5 separate regions of the Mus musculus genome follow, and regions 1, 2, 4 and 5 are each linked to region 3. The links are chromatin contacts, called in public HiCAR-type and promoter capture Hi-C maps. All regions are on one chromosome and are shown on one strand. The core of a region is the stretch at or near the end of the contact, and the rest is flanking DNA. Distances in the headings are between cores, read along the strand shown. Region 1 holds the start of Abhd12 (abhydrolase domain containing 12). Region 2 overlaps Ralgapa2 (Ral GTPase activating protein, alpha subunit 2 (catalytic)). Region 3 holds the start of Nxt1 (NTF2-related export protein 1). Region 4 overlaps Pygb (brain glycogen phosphorylase). Region 5 holds the start of Pygb (brain glycogen phosphorylase).

Region 1 (2,700 bases), core at 54-2,553, 2.2 Mb after region 3:
TCATACACTATCAAGGCTTCAAAACTGCCAACAGAGATAATAGTCTACAAACTATCAAATTAAGAAACCAGATAGAGGGAAAGAAACCTATTCCTATATAAAACAGGCTACTCAATTTTGAGATCAGCTTTACATAACTGCCTCTTCTCCATCCTAAAAGAAGGATGCAAGTCTAACTCACCGACCAATCCCAGAAGATTCCAGGACCTTACAGAGTAATTTTCAATGACCAATTCCTGTGCAGATTTCAAGTGCTTTGTAACTAACTACCTGCATAGACAACCACCAGTTCTCTCCAACAGCTGAGAATGGATGCATCCATCCATCCTTTCCTTTGGATTCTGAAAACGGCTTAACCCTTGAAAGGGGGTCGGTGAATGCAGCTCTGACCTGCGATTAGCTAGCGAAGGGAAGGACCAGACAGGAGAGTTGCTACTGAGCTCCATATACGGTCAAGGCAAAGCAGGTGAACTGGCTAAGAGCACTTGCAGGGTCTTTGGTCTTGCCGTTCACCCTGCGTGGTCCTCTTCTTAAGGGCAGCCTTTCAAACTCCTCGGGAGACTCTTTCCAGAGCCAGTCAGGAATACTGGGCCCCTGATTACTATGGACTCAACCACTAAGTATCTCTGCAGGCTAACCTGATAAGGATGCCAGCCAGGGTGCTGGGTGGGTTAGTGAGCAGCTCGTGGAGGGGGTGGGAGGGTGAGATGGGGGTTGAAGGAGAGCTCCAGAGGCAGATGTTTGGAGGAAAGAATGGGGTTGGACGGTCCCTGCGGGCCAGACGAGGGGAGGTAGTCTTTAGAAGGGTCGAAGAGGACGCCGGGAGGATGGAACCGTGTGATGCTCCCGCAGCAGATCTCTGAAGGTGGGAGCCTGGGACTACCTGCCCTCCAGGTGAGGGGCCCGCGCGTGTCTGCACCGCATCTCACCTGCCCAGCGCCCGCTTCATGCCCGCGTCGGATGCGCTGTGCGGCTCTGCCGTCCCCTTGCCCGCCAGACGCAGGTTCTGCTTCAAGCTGCAGTCGGCGTCCAGCGCCGCGGCGGCCGAGCCGGAGGAGGACGAGCCTGAGGCGGCGCAGCGCTCATGCTCCAAGGTGACGGGCTCGGTCCGCTTCCTCATCCCGCGGCCCTGTCGGCAGCAGCTCTCGGCGCCCTGGTTTCGCCCGCCCGCCTGCGCCGACCTCGCTGCAGTCGCCGCCGCTCACAGCCGTCACCACCCGGAGCCGGGAGCCCACTGCGGGTCACATCCCAGCCCCAGGCCGCGGCGCCCGCTATGGACCAGCGCCGGAGGCCGGTCGGCCACCGCGGCCAATCAGCGCACGAGTCCAGGAAGCCCCGCCCCAGACACGCCCCCGGCAGCTCCGCTTCACAAGCAGCGCGCCCAGCATCCCCAGCGCCAGCCACAGCCATCTTGGAGAAGGGCGGAATAAGCTGAAACTGCGGGTCATTTTCAGGGCAGGGCTAGTCTGAAGGGTCTTAGTGCGTTTACGAAACGGATTAGGGCCAGTTTGGATTCTCCTGCTGGGTTGCTTTAGGTGCAACTCAGGTGCCCTCTGCCTACGAACTGAGGCAGGCCCTATCTAAGATCTAAGTGGTCCGAATGGGGAGGGTGCTAGGGAGTCCTTGAGGGCACTAGCTCCGTTTGCTGGGCAAAATAGGCTCTCTCTACTCCCTCTTTAGGGCATTTGGCGCCCCTAAAAAGCTAGAGCCCCAGATGTTCTCTAGATTTGATATACTCAACAAAAAAGCTTTACAGAGAGAGAGAGACTCCAGTAGCTAATGTATTGTTTAAACAAGTTTATATTTACTTTTTTTTTTTTTTTTTTGTCTTTTCGAGTCAGGGTTTCTCTGTGTAGCCCTGGCTGTCCTGGAACTTACTTTGTAGACCAGGCTGGCCTCGAACTGAGAAATCCGCCTGCCTCTGCCTCCCATATATTCACTTTTTCTTTCGCTGAATGTAAGAAAATGAACTGCCTGCGTATGCTTTGAAGTCTTCTATTAAAGTTTGGATCTTCATAAGAACGATTAGGACTGGTAAGAAGGCAAGGAAATCCGTTTCAAAGAGGAATTTGCACTCTGACATCCAAATTTAATAATTCAATCCACCTGAAAAAAAATGAAAGGACACGTTGTAGCTTTTAATAGTTTTTGTTTTGTTTGATATAGCATGCATTTTACTAATGAGTTACTTTTGTAATTTCAACATGCATGTAATCAGTTTGAAAAATATTGGCAACTGATAAAGATTTAATAGGAACTTAGAAATGTAATGGATTATGTTGTTGCCTTTGTAATGATAGTTACAACTTGCAATTCAAGAATTTCTTTACCATTTTTGCTATATTATAACCTATGTTCATACTGTATGAATATCTACAGTCTTTAAAACATCAACAAAATAGTACTATAGATTTGAATATTCAAAAAGGAAATTAAATGCTTAAAGATAGTTTTGACCTATCAGTCATAAAATCTTTATAGAAAAACAAAAGAACAAATAGCCCTGGTAGGACATGCCTGAAGTTATTACAGAAGCTGACATCAGGAGGGTTGCAGATTGGAGGCCAACCCAGGCAATTTAGCGGCTTCTGTCTCAAAATAACACAAATAAAAAGAGCTGAATATAGCTCAGTGATAGCATTTCCTCAGTATACCTGAGGATTGGGGTTCCATTATACAGAGGAGGGGGGGGGGAGGAGG
Region 2 (2,700 bases), core at 98-2,597, 2.2 Mb before region 3:
GGGGAAGCATGTGCGTGTGCATGTGTGTCTTTCTTTCTGGAACTCAGAACATTAGGGCGGGTAGCGAGGATCTTGCACCAGTGCTGGCAGAACAATGTGAGCAGCGTTAATTGCTATAGCAACACTACCGGAGTAGTGAACAGTTTGTTATAGGAGCCCAGTAAGACACAATACAGCCACGTAAGGATAATATAAGTCTTCCCATCCTGGAATGCACAAACGTTTAAGGTATCTTCATAAAAACACAGCATTAGACTATGTATAATGATAACTCGTGCAAACAGGTGGTGTGTGTGGGTGCTCACAAGCACAGCTGAAAGCAAGAGAGACAGGGGAACATGCACAAGCAAGAGAGCAGGTTTACCCAAATACCAGCAATGGATAAAGGACTGCGGAATTTTAAATGATTTTTTACACTACTCAAAGCTCATTCACATTATTCAAATTTTCATAATAGGTGTATTAAATATGCAACCCCCAAAAAAAAGCTAAAAGAAGAAAAGTTGCTTCCCAGTGTTTTGTAAAGAAACGAAAAACTTTCGTTTACAGTAGTTCAAAACTGAACTACTATAAAAGAAATTAGCAACTATGCAGTCTGTACATTGGATACACTATTCTTTAAACTTGAAAACACAACTTTTCAATTCTGAAGAAAAGTTAACACAAATGATACATAGAATAATAGCTTGATCATTTCTAAAAGCAGCAATTTTCACAAATTCCCTGTCCAATATGTGCACTTTAGGAATGGCACCATACCTTGCTCGGAGTGCTTGGTAATGATCTAATTGCTGAAAGGAGATTAGTTATGTTTGGGAAAGGCTGTGTATCTATAATTCAGTAGAAAGGATAGAAAACACAACTACAGCAAGAGATGCTTATGTCATATTCAAGAGCTTGTACTGAGTGGAAAGAAGCAAACATGGATACCTTAAGATGCCAAAAAAGGTGATGAAATCTCCAATCACAACAAGCTTTCATTTACAAGACCTGGTAGCCTTAGACCATATGAGTCAACCTCTTACTCTGCCAGACAGACTATAAAGTGCTAATGAGATGGTCTAGGCTCAGAAATGACAGCTCTGGGAGTCTACCATCGTACAGGTGATGGGATCTTCAGGCTGGAGACAGCAGTAAGAAGACTCAGGAAAGCATGTGGGATACAAGCAGGGCTTTGGAATGGACTTGGGCTCTCAAGCAGAAGAGCAAGCACTAACCATTAAGCTGCTCTCTAAAGAGGGAGGCAGGCATTTATTGATTTGCTGGCATGAACTAACATTGTCTCTGAAGGATCCCAGAGGCTTAGGCTACAGCAGCCACTGCAAGCAGACTGTAGTAGTTTGAATGAGAAAGGCCACCACATTTGAATCGTTCATCCCTAGTGGGTGGGGCTGTTTTGGGAGAGAGTAGGTGTGGCCTTATTGGAGGAGTTGTGTGACTGGTGGCTTTGAGGTTTCAAAAGCCCAGTCTGTCTGCCTACATCTTGCAGACTATTAAGCTCTTAGCTACTTCTGCCATGTCCCTGCCAGGATGGTCATGGACTCACCCTCTGAAACTGTGAGCAAGCCCCCAGTTAAATGCTTTTATACCCTTCTTTGGTCATGGTGTCTCTTCACAGCAATACCACAGTACAGAACAGTACAACTGAACATGTACAAAAGTGGTCAGAAGAGAACACATGCCGTGCTTTCAGTGGTTAACACGCTGAGGCCCAGGAACGTGTGTGCCCCTGTCTTCTTGGGTACGCCTGGTCTCAACCACCGTCTGAGAAAGACACAAGGCTCGGTGGCACTAATTCATAATACAGTTAATACTAAACCAAAATTCAAAGTTCTCACAGGTCTTTTTATTAAGAAACCCTCAAAATACAAAAAAAGCGTTAAAACCTGCAATGAGCCTCCCGGCAGGGTCTGCTGCTGTTTGTCATCATTTATATAGCTGAGTCATTACTATTCTGACCCACAGACATTTTTCTCAGCTCAGTCTTTTTCAGCCAATGGCCTGTCTCCCTCTTCCTCCATGTCTACAGTGCTTTCTAATTGCCTGTCTTTGCCTATTACCCAATTACCAGTGCAGTCCATTGTGGGGCCGCAGCACATGGTCCAGAATACTCTACCTTTCCTGTTCCATGGGCCACAGTGTTCCTAGCCTGCATCCTCATCACTGGTCCCTGCAGAGCGAGGAAGGACACAAACTGTGTGTCCCCTCTTTCTCCACAAGTATGCATGCCACAGCTTCTACACCACTCAGAGCTGTCCAATACCACTTCCTTCTCTCTTCTCTTTTGTCTCCAGTCACTGCCCAGCTTAGGACAAAGGTTTTGACTCTTCATAAAGTAAGCTGTGTTGGCTTGAATGAGATCTCCAACCCCCAACCCCGCTTCTCAGGCATTGAATATTAGGCTTCCCTGTTGGTGACCATGTTTGGGGAGGCTCAGGAAGGATGTCTTTGCTGGAGAAAATTCATCTCTGCCGGTAGCCTTCAAGGTTTCAAAAGCCATGTGTCATCCCAGTTGACGCTCAGCTTCCAGCTCCAGTCCCTACACTTCCCTGCTGGGACAAGGCATGAACTTAGCCCTCTGTAACTGTAAGCCCCAAATAAACCCTTCTCTCTCTAAGCCTTGGTCGTGGTGTTGCATCACTGCATTAGAAAGGTAACTAACCCATAAGCAATAGAGAGCTCGCAGTGAGACAGCCAGCG
Region 3 (2,700 bases), core at 173-2,672:
TACACACCTTTAATGCCAGGAGATTGAGGCAAGGAGAACCCTGACTAATATGGGGGTGGTGGAATGGTGGAGGAGGGGGAGGGGGAGGGGAGAGAAAGAGAGAGAGAGGGGAGGGGAAGGGGAGAGAAAGAGGGAGAGGGGGGAGGGGTGGAGGAGAGGAAGGGGAGAGGGAGAGAGAGAGAGAGAGAGAGAGAGAGAGAGAGAGAGAGATTCTATCCTCTAGAGAACCTTGACGAATACGCTCAACTGTGTCAGTGGCCAGTCCTTTAGAATCAGAGGCATCTCTAATCTCCCAAATTCAAGGGCTACTGAAAGAATAAAGGTCAAGTTCTCCCTCAGGAAAAGTCCTGGGACCTACCACTACTTTATCCCCAGGTTTACTACATATTTTTGTGTAACTACTGCTCCAAAGGCACTTATTCATCCTTGAAACTCAGACTCCAACTTAATTCTTTCAATAATGAAAACTTTTCACTCACTTAACTCCAGTGGGAAGTGACCTATATTGAACAGCCATTCTCGTTTCTTAAATCTAAAAACAAATGTTCCCTTAGTAACATGAGCAAAAGGAGCCGAGAGGTTGGTAACAAAATACAGATTAAAGTACTTAATTGAACAAAGCCACTTACAAACAGCTCTCCTAGCCGGGCAGATGAAGCAAAGAATCAGGTCTCAGCAAAGTTAGCTCTTTGGGTTTTGATACACGAAGCAGTTTCCCAATTTCCCACGCGAAATGGCTCCATTTCTATGCTAGGTATCTAGACAGCTCCAGATTAAAACAAATTCAGTGTCTTAAATGAGGTGGTACTGCGCCGCAGCTGGAGCCAGCAGGAAACTCAATTTGCACTGCATAGAAAGTCAACTACCATTGTCCCCTTGCCCGCCTCTTCGACCTCAGTTCTCACTAGACTAAAATTTGTTCTCTTATAAGTTCATCTGCTTGTCAACTCTAAGTAGCTTCACCTTAGGAAGGGTGCGCTCAGCTAAGATATTTGACCATATTTGACCACAAGGACTTCCACAGACTCTCAGATTTAGCCTTCCACCGGGTTCCTACACTACGGGTGTCTATGTGCTGGGTTCAGTCCAGAGCCTTATTGAAGCCATGCTGTTGTCTCCCTAGTTAGCATCAACCAGTGAAGCTCCACGTTGAAGCTTCACGAGTCTCCACAAGATATCATCCCAACACACACAGAAGAAGGGAGCCAGATCTAGCAAAGACAGATATCTCTTATTAACCAAGCCTTCCACAGCTAAGCGCGTTGACTCCACCCTCTCCACAACATCCAATCAGAGCTCCCTCAACCGGATCTTCTAGGATAGTGCCTAACCCGGAACCTACACTGTCTTTGCCGCCACACCTGGGCGGAGCCAAGTTTTCTACTGGCTCGCGTAGCTGCCCGTCGCGGGGAGGCGGGAGTCGACGGGAACCGGGATGCTAGCGCCTGCGCACATTGCAGCTTGCGGCGCGCGGGAAGCCACTACCGGCGCTTAACCGTTCCTCGCCTCCTGGACGTCGGCTTCTCAGGCGGAGCCTCTGGGAGGAAGAGGAGAACAGGAGAGAAACTCTTCTGGCCCGGGACCGCGACCGGGGCGGAACCCGGGACCGAGTCGCCTTGGCGGCGCTGACCGAGATCGAGCAGGTAAGTGAGCGCTCCTGCCTGGCCGTCTGGCAACGCCGCGGCACCAGGGACCTCTTCCCTTTTCTTAGGCTCAATAAGACATGGATGTTGTCCTTTCCTCCACGTGGTGTCTCTGCAACCTGGCATCAGGCTTTTTTATGTGCAGAACCGTGGCGGTGAGTTTGCCATACCCGGAGGAGAGCAGCAGTTTGGGGCCGGGGGATGTAAGAAGCGACTCCCAGCTGGAAATGAGGCCCGGGGCACGGCTGCCGTTTCTGAGGTCCAACTCCAGGAAACTACAGTATGAACCATGGGAGTGGAGCATCTTTCTGACTCTCACTCTACTATGTTTCGGTCGTACTGCTCTCTCCTTAAGAGAGAAAGATGACCGGGTTCTGTGGGTAGCTGAGGACCAGAAATAGGGGTGATCATCTTTGGGGGCGTGACCAATGTTAGGGCGAAGCATTGTGGCCTAAAGAAGTGGGGATGAGGTGGTTGGACAGAGAAATATGGTTACCTTGGAGAACATTGTTAAGCCAGCATCCCTAGAGCTGTTTTCATATAGAACTGCTTTCAAAAAAATCCTGGAACTTAGTAAGCATAGCTCTGACTCCCTTGCTTCCGTAGAATGAAGCAAGTAAGTTTGTAACTCTTTTTGTAAAGTTGTTACAGTGACTTGTGCAATGATGATTGAGGGAATGTACCTAAACTACTAAGCAAACAGCACTTCAGATTGATTGTTGAGTCGGAGGACCTTGGTGAGAGAGTGGCAAGAGCAGTATCAAGCTGGCTCCGAATTCATCTATAGGGCCAGCTTCCTCCTTGCTCTGTGTGGAATCCATCGTTCATAAACTGATAAGCTTAAAAAAATGAAACCGGGCATGGTGGCGCACGCCTTGAATCCCAGCACTTGGGAGGCAGAGGCAGGCGGATTTCTGAGTTCGAGGCCAGCCTGGTCTACAAAGTGAGTTCCGGGACAGCCAGGGCTACACAGAGAAACCCTGTCTCGAAAAACCAAAAAAAAAAAAATGTTGGCCCAGGCATGGTCGTGCACACCTTTATTCCCAGCACAAAAGGC
Region 4 (2,700 bases), core at 39-2,538, 2.1 Mb after region 3:
ACGGTGTTTTCATGTTCCTTGATGCCAGGTACCTTTCCTTGTCACCTGCCCTGCATGGCCTGGACCCAGATGCCCTCCTCCCTGCCAGCCTCTTCTCTGGCCTGGTGTGGGTTCAGGATGGCTTGATTGGTCGGTATCTTTCCCAGAAGAACGAGTCCAGCACAGGCGTCCAGGCCTCTCATTCCTCTCCCTTGCTGGTGTTTGCATTTGGTGACTCAGACATGTATTTTACCTGCTAGTGTTCCCCGTGGCACCCTCCGTACTATGCCCCTGGTTTCTTTCTCCTTCCTTTTTTCCGGTTGTCCACTTTGAGAAAAGATCTTACTGTGTGGTGCTGGCTAGCCTGGAACTCACTATGTAGACTAGGCTGGCCTCAAATCCACCAAGATCCACCTTTCTGTGCCCCTGGGATTAAAGGCGTGTAACCATCATTCCCAGCCCAAGTCAGAAATTTTAACACAGCTTCTTTCTGCATTTTTATTCAAAACACTTGCAATTTTCTTTCTTTCTCAGGAAGTTTTTTTTTTTAAACTGATTTTTCTAAGACTTATTTATTTATTTAAGTACACTGTCACTGTCTTCACACACACCAGAAGAGGGCATCAGATTCCACATTACAGATGGCTGTGAGCCACCATGTGGTTCTTGGGAATTGAACTCAGGACCTCTGGATGGGCAGACAGTGTTCTTAAACCACTGAGCCATCTCTCCAGCCTAAAACTGATTTTTCAAGAAAAATAATTTTGTGAATATGGGTGTTCTATCAGCATCACATGTATACATGTGCACTGCATGCATGTCTGGTGCCTGCAGAGGTCAGAAGAGGGAGGGCATCAGCTTCCCTGGAAGTGGAATTAAGGACAGTTGTAAGCCATCTTGTGGGTGATGGGAAGTCAACCTGGGTTCTCTGTAAGAACAGCCAGTGCTCTCAACCACTGAACCCTGAAGCACCCCTCCAGCCTCCCTCAAGAGGTTTCGATCGGAACAAAACAAGAGCTCCATTTGCTGACATGCTGCTCCCGCTAATGTTGCAGACCGTAGTGGGGCTGTGGAGTGTGGGTGTTTAGTATTCAGAGCCATGAAGTGCACGCCATTGGCCTGGTTTCTGTGGCTTATTCCCACGAATAGAGGCTCAGATGAGTCCCTGCTGTCAGAGCTGTAGATGGAGGGTGCACATTTCAGAGCAAGTTGGCAAAGAAAGGACTTGACCATGATCTCTGGGAGTCCTCACTCTTACCCTGCTCTTGGGTAAGGAGGACTCCAGTGTGCCCTTTTGTGAAACTCGAGGTTGCTATGGTTATCCCTGGCTCCCTCCCTGCCAACTCCCTGGCCAAATCCCAGTGGAACCTTGCTGTCTACCAGTCAAGTCTGTTAATGGGTTGCGATTTGTCATTTGATTTTTTTTTCAGCCTGCTTCCTTGATTCAATGGCCACCCTGGGTCTGGCTGCATACGGCTATGGAATCCGATATGAATTTGGGATTTTCAACCAAAAGATTGTCAATGGCTGGCAGGTGGGTGACTTTAGGTTTGACCGTTGTTTTCCAGTCCTCGTTCATACTTGGAAGGGAGTGAACTCTTGGAGTGAACTCATCTGAGTGTGCTCTGTACTCATGGAGAGAGCTGGCTAGTTCTCAGCACAGGGCAGCAGGAAGCAGTCAGCTCTGGAGAGGCTGGTCCTGTGTGGGTCCTTGGCAAATAGCTTCTACGTAGTGACAGGGAAATCATGTGGGGAGATACACGGGTTCATTTGAGCTTCTGGAGACCCCAGAGGGGGCCACCAACAGTGGTAGGCAGGGCACCACAAACCATGTGCTGGTGTCCAGGGGTGGATTGTACATGGGGTAAGGATATTGCTGTTGGGGTTCATCCTCTGGGACAATTGGATAACTAGAAAAGCAAAGGTGGGTATGGTGACTCATGCCTGTAACTCTGGCCCTCCCAAGAGGCCAGAGGCAGGGGGATTGCCACAGGTTTTGAGGATAGTCTGGTTTACTTTTTGAGTCCTAAGCCAGCTAGGTCTACATAGGAAGACCCTGTCCCAAAACAATAGCCTTGACTAGACTAGGACAAAAGCAATTGTTATCCCTTTAGTGCCCACCCTCTGCCTTCAGCACCACTGAGGCAGCGATTATAGCAACAAGTGCAGGCATGGCTGTGCAGGGCTGCGGGCTGCGGGCTGCAGAGCTCTCTGCTGGGAGGACTGAGGATCCTGGCCTAAGAGTGGCCCTGCTGCTGCCTGTGTTTGGGAAGGTGCTGCTTCTGTAGCTGTCTTTGGGATTATTCCATAGGACACACCAGCCGTGGTACTGAAAAGTTTCAGTGATAGACCAGGGACTGCTGCCATAGTATCAAAAGGCAGGATTGATCACCATGTACGGAGGCGTCCTGTTGGGACTAAAGAGATAGATGGATAGCGACTGGATCTGTGTCACTTTCCTGCACACCCTAGATAGAGATTCCTTATTTCTGTGAAAGAACCATTTAAAAAAACAATTCCATCAGGGAGGTTGCAGCTCATTGGTCGAGCACTTGCCTGCCACGCACAAGGCGCAATCCCTTGCACTTTATCAGGTGGAAATGGTGGCTGACTCTTGAAATTCCAAAACCTGAAAGGAGGAGACAGAAAGATCAAGAGTTCAAGGTCACCCTCAGCTACAGATTGAGTTCGAGGTCAGCCTGAGCTATATGAGACTCTCAA
Region 5 (2,700 bases), core at 186-2,685, 2.1 Mb after region 3:
ATGGTGAAGGGTTATGTGTCTCTGTCAGAGAGGCTGATCTCTAGCTATAGGGTATTCCTTCAAAAACTATATATATTCATGTATGAATGTATGTCTGTATAATTTTATGATAGCTTGGTGTCTGGTTATGTAGGAGTCAATTGGATTAAAGTTTTACTTAGGTAGGTTGAGTCCTGCCTTGTTAAAAAAAAAAAAAAAAAAAAAAAACCACCCACCCTTTATCTGGAAAACAAACATTTGCCAAAACTGCCTGAAGGGAAGGTTGTCACAGAGGACTAAGGTCATGCTGAACCTCCTCTTACAGTTTGCTAAGAGAAAAGTTCTTTTACAGTCCAAGACTACTGTTATTTGCAATTCCTGTATGCCTTTTTATTGCTACCTGCCTGATACATATTATTGAAATTATAATGTATTCTTATATAAAACCATTTGTTTCTGCAATTTATGTTGCTGTAAACACTCCTAACTAAACTCCCTTAATGATTAAGGGATTCAGAGACCACTCTGAGATGGTCCCCTAGGCAGGCAGTGTTGCCTCCTGACCTATAAACGGTAAGAAATTTGGGCTGGCCTAAACCCTTTCAGAACCTCAGCTTGCTTCCCTGCTCACCAATGAAATGTTTCTCCTTCTTCTCCTTGTGCATGGCTGACTTCTTTCTGGATGGAATTTTTCTTTAACAACCAGAAAGGTTGTGATTGATAGTAGCCTCTGCCCATCCTTGGAGAGAATGCTGTATACTTAATTTGCAGCAGATTTTTTGTGTTTGTCACTGCAGCCTAGACTGGCGATTTGTATTTTGAGGAGTTCCATGCAGTTTGTTCTCCAGAGCTGAAGTGGTGTCATGGAGGCACAAACATTGATATGACTTATGAATTTTTAGTTTTTGCACAAACAACGTTTTTTTCTTGCGTGTGTTTTCAGAACCACCTGTCAGCTTGGCGACGAGTCCCAGCAGGTATTGGGGGCTGTCTGTCAAGCGTGTGCACACTTCTCTGAACGTTTAACAGAGCTCAGCTACACCTGAGCACCCAATGCAGTCCTAAAAAGGGCATCTGGTGATTCTGTGCAGAGCCAGTCCCTGCAGCCCCGGAAACTCCAGGAAGTCCCTGAATGGCAAGAGTTTGCCTTCCAGTGTGGCAGGCGCAGCCACTGGTTCGGTTTCTACTTTTGCCTCATAAAAGTGGTAAATCTTAGGTATGGGGAAGCTGCAGTCCGGTTTTTCCAGCCCCAGACACACCAGTAAAGGAATAAACCATTTCCCCTCGAGCGTCCACGTTCTCTTCCCGGCTGAAACAGCCTGATTGACGGGCTCTTTCTCCGAGGCTCCGCCTCCAGATCAGCCCACGCCCATCCACAGGGCCCGGCCCTCTCGCAAAGCGCAGGCGCAATCCGTATGAGCCGGCCTCCGCTGCAGTCCTTGGCGCCAGAGACACCGCAGCATCCCAGCGCTAGAGTCTTCTCTGCTCGCTCCAGGGCCGTACCCTGTCCTCTGCCTCTTCTGGCGCCATGGCGAAGCCGTTGACGGACAGTGAGAGGCAGAAGCAGATCAGCGTGCGTGGCATCGCGGGGCTGGGCGACGTGGCCGAGGTGCGGAAGAGCTTCAACAGACACCTGCATTTCACGCTGGTCAAGGACCGCAATGTGGCCACGCCCCGCGACTACTTCTTCGCTCTGGCACACACAGTTCGCGACCACCTAGTGGGCCGCTGGATCCGCACGCAGCAGCATTACTATGAGCGGGACCCCAAGGTGAGCAGCCCGCCCTCCCTGGGAGGGAGACCGAGCCCAGGGCAGGGCGGGTCCCGCCCCCCCCCCCCTCCCAAGTATCGCCCACGGGCCTGGTCCCTGTTGCACCACGGTCACCTGCGACCAATGAAGAGACAGTAGAGTTATGCATCCTCCTTCGAAGGACCGGTGCATACCCTCTCTTTCGGGTTTCGTTTTAATTGAGACCCATCCCCCTGCTCCCCGGCCCGCAGTCCCCAGTCCCTAAGTATGGCTTTGAGTGGCCCCTTGTCTTCCACCGCAGTCAGTCCCCCACCGGTACGTTGTCTGGAATCTGGCTGTATGGAGCCAGGCCTCTGCCCACGGCGGAGTTGCGCATCCCAGAGAAGTGCTCTAGGGGTCTGCTCTTGCCGGCGGATTTTCCGGCTGTTTTCCAGCTGTGGACTTCCGAGATGGCTTCAGAGTTCATGCTTCCTCTACTCCCCCACTCCCCTCCCCCTTTTGTTTTTCTGCAGCCCCGAGCGAAGAAGATGGGGGACTGGAACTAGATCCGGTAGTTTTATGAGTCGGAAAGGGGTGAGATCAGTAATCTGCAGGGAATTGCCCCGCCCCGTGCTCCCCACCCTACCCCCTACTCCGAGACTGATGAGAAGAAAATCACTTGTAATGCCTGCCTGAAACAGGAGAGGGTCCGAAACTCAAAGATGGAATCCTCGTGGGGAAGGCTGCCTTTGAGGTTTCCACCTTGACAAAACTTGTTAGCAAGTTGCTTTAGAAGTTGTAGCATTTTTTCTGTTTTGCAAACCTTTATTCTTAGTAGGAAAACAAAATACACTGAACGGAGCCTTTGACAGTTCTCACCACCCCAACCCCCAAAACTTCTCAGCTCTGTCTGCTGGACTGCTAACTCTGTGCAATTAAGCTGGCTTCAAACCCACGGAAACCCACCAGCCTCTGCCTCCAGAGTGCTGGGA

The links. Promoter capture Hi-C pulls out the DNA fragments that hold promoters and counts their contacts. HiCAR-type assays count read pairs that join an accessible place to other places.
Region 1: a contact with region 3 is called in a promoter capture Hi-C map of pre-B cells, with 4 times the contacts expected there. The contact joins the promoter of Abhd12 here to the promoter of Nxt1 in region 3. A contact is called at or near these places in 13 of 39 promoter capture datasets (the 3T3-L1 cell line, 3T3-L1-derived adipocytes, the C10 cell line and 9 more), 7 of 484 Hi-C or Micro-C datasets (B cells, CD4 T cells, CD8 T cells and 4 more), 5 of 115 datasets of contacts at active chromatin or transcription factors (astrocytes, embryonic forebrain, embryonic stem cells and 2 more) and 1 of 9 other capture datasets (adipose tissue).
Region 2: a contact with region 3 is called in a promoter capture Hi-C map of stem cell-derived epiblast-like cells, with 3 times the contacts expected there. The contact joins the enhancer-like site here to the promoter of Nxt1 in region 3. A contact is called at or near these places in 4 of 39 promoter capture datasets (the 3T3-L1 cell line, hippocampal neurons, liver and 1 more), 1 of 484 Hi-C or Micro-C datasets (CD4 T cells) and 1 of 115 datasets of contacts at active chromatin or transcription factors (embryonic forebrain).
Region 4: a HiCAR-type map of astrocytes shows a contact between it and region 3, with 4 times the contacts expected there. The contact joins the enhancer-like site here to the promoter of Nxt1 in region 3. A contact is called at or near these places in 3 of 39 promoter capture datasets (hippocampal neurons and liver) and 2 of 115 datasets of contacts at active chromatin or transcription factors (astrocytes and large pre-B cells).
Region 5: a contact with region 3 is called in a HiCAR-type map of astrocytes, with 5 times the contacts expected there. The contact joins the promoter of Pygb here to the promoter of Nxt1 in region 3. A contact is called at or near these places in 3 of 39 promoter capture datasets (hippocampal neurons, liver and pre-B cells), 2 of 484 Hi-C or Micro-C datasets (CD4 T cells and CD8 T cells), 3 of 115 datasets of contacts at active chromatin or transcription factors (astrocytes, large pre-B cells and thymic regulatory T cells) and 1 of 9 other capture datasets (liver).

Annotation. Positions count from the first base shown.
Region 1 is chr2:150,903,428-150,906,127 of GRCm38.p6, forward strand. It overlaps Abhd12 (abhydrolase domain containing 12), which reads right to left and starts at 1,304. Exons shown (of 13, transcript NM_024465.3): 1 at 930-1,304. The coding sequence starts at 1,120.
Region 2 is chr2:146,495,789-146,498,488 of GRCm38.p6, forward strand. The region is part of intron 1 of Ralgapa2 (Ral GTPase activating protein, alpha subunit 2 (catalytic)); the gene reads right to left. Among named protein-coding and RNA genes, the nearest start is that of Ralgapa2, 15 kb to the right of the region's middle. Within about 2 kb of position 1,348, at least 30 of the 459 cell types and tissues checked have an H3K27ac peak or open chromatin away from gene starts, as enhancers often do. A contact at or near this core is called in stem cell-derived epiblast-like cells, where this site is marked.
Region 3 is chr2:148,671,193-148,673,892 of GRCm38.p6, forward strand. Nxt1 (NTF2-related export protein 1) reads left to right here and starts at 1,423. Exons shown (of 2, transcript NM_019761.6): 1 at 1,423-1,643.
Region 4 is chr2:150,807,388-150,810,087 of GRCm38.p6, forward strand. Pygb (brain glycogen phosphorylase) reads left to right here. Exons shown (of 20, transcript NM_153781.1): 4 at 1,410-1,513. Among named protein-coding and RNA genes, the nearest start is that of Pygb, 22 kb to the left of the region's middle. Within about 2 kb of position 1,289, at least 29 of the 459 cell types and tissues checked have an H3K27ac peak or open chromatin away from gene starts, as enhancers often do. A contact at or near this core is called in astrocytes, where this site is marked.
Region 5 is chr2:150,785,361-150,788,060 of GRCm38.p6, forward strand. Pygb (brain glycogen phosphorylase) reads left to right here and starts at 1,436. Exons shown (of 20, transcript NM_153781.1): 1 at 1,436-1,750. The coding sequence starts at 1,508. Gm30141 (a long non-coding RNA gene) reads right to left here and starts at 1,392. Exons shown (of 3, transcript XR_375102.4): 1 at 611-1,392.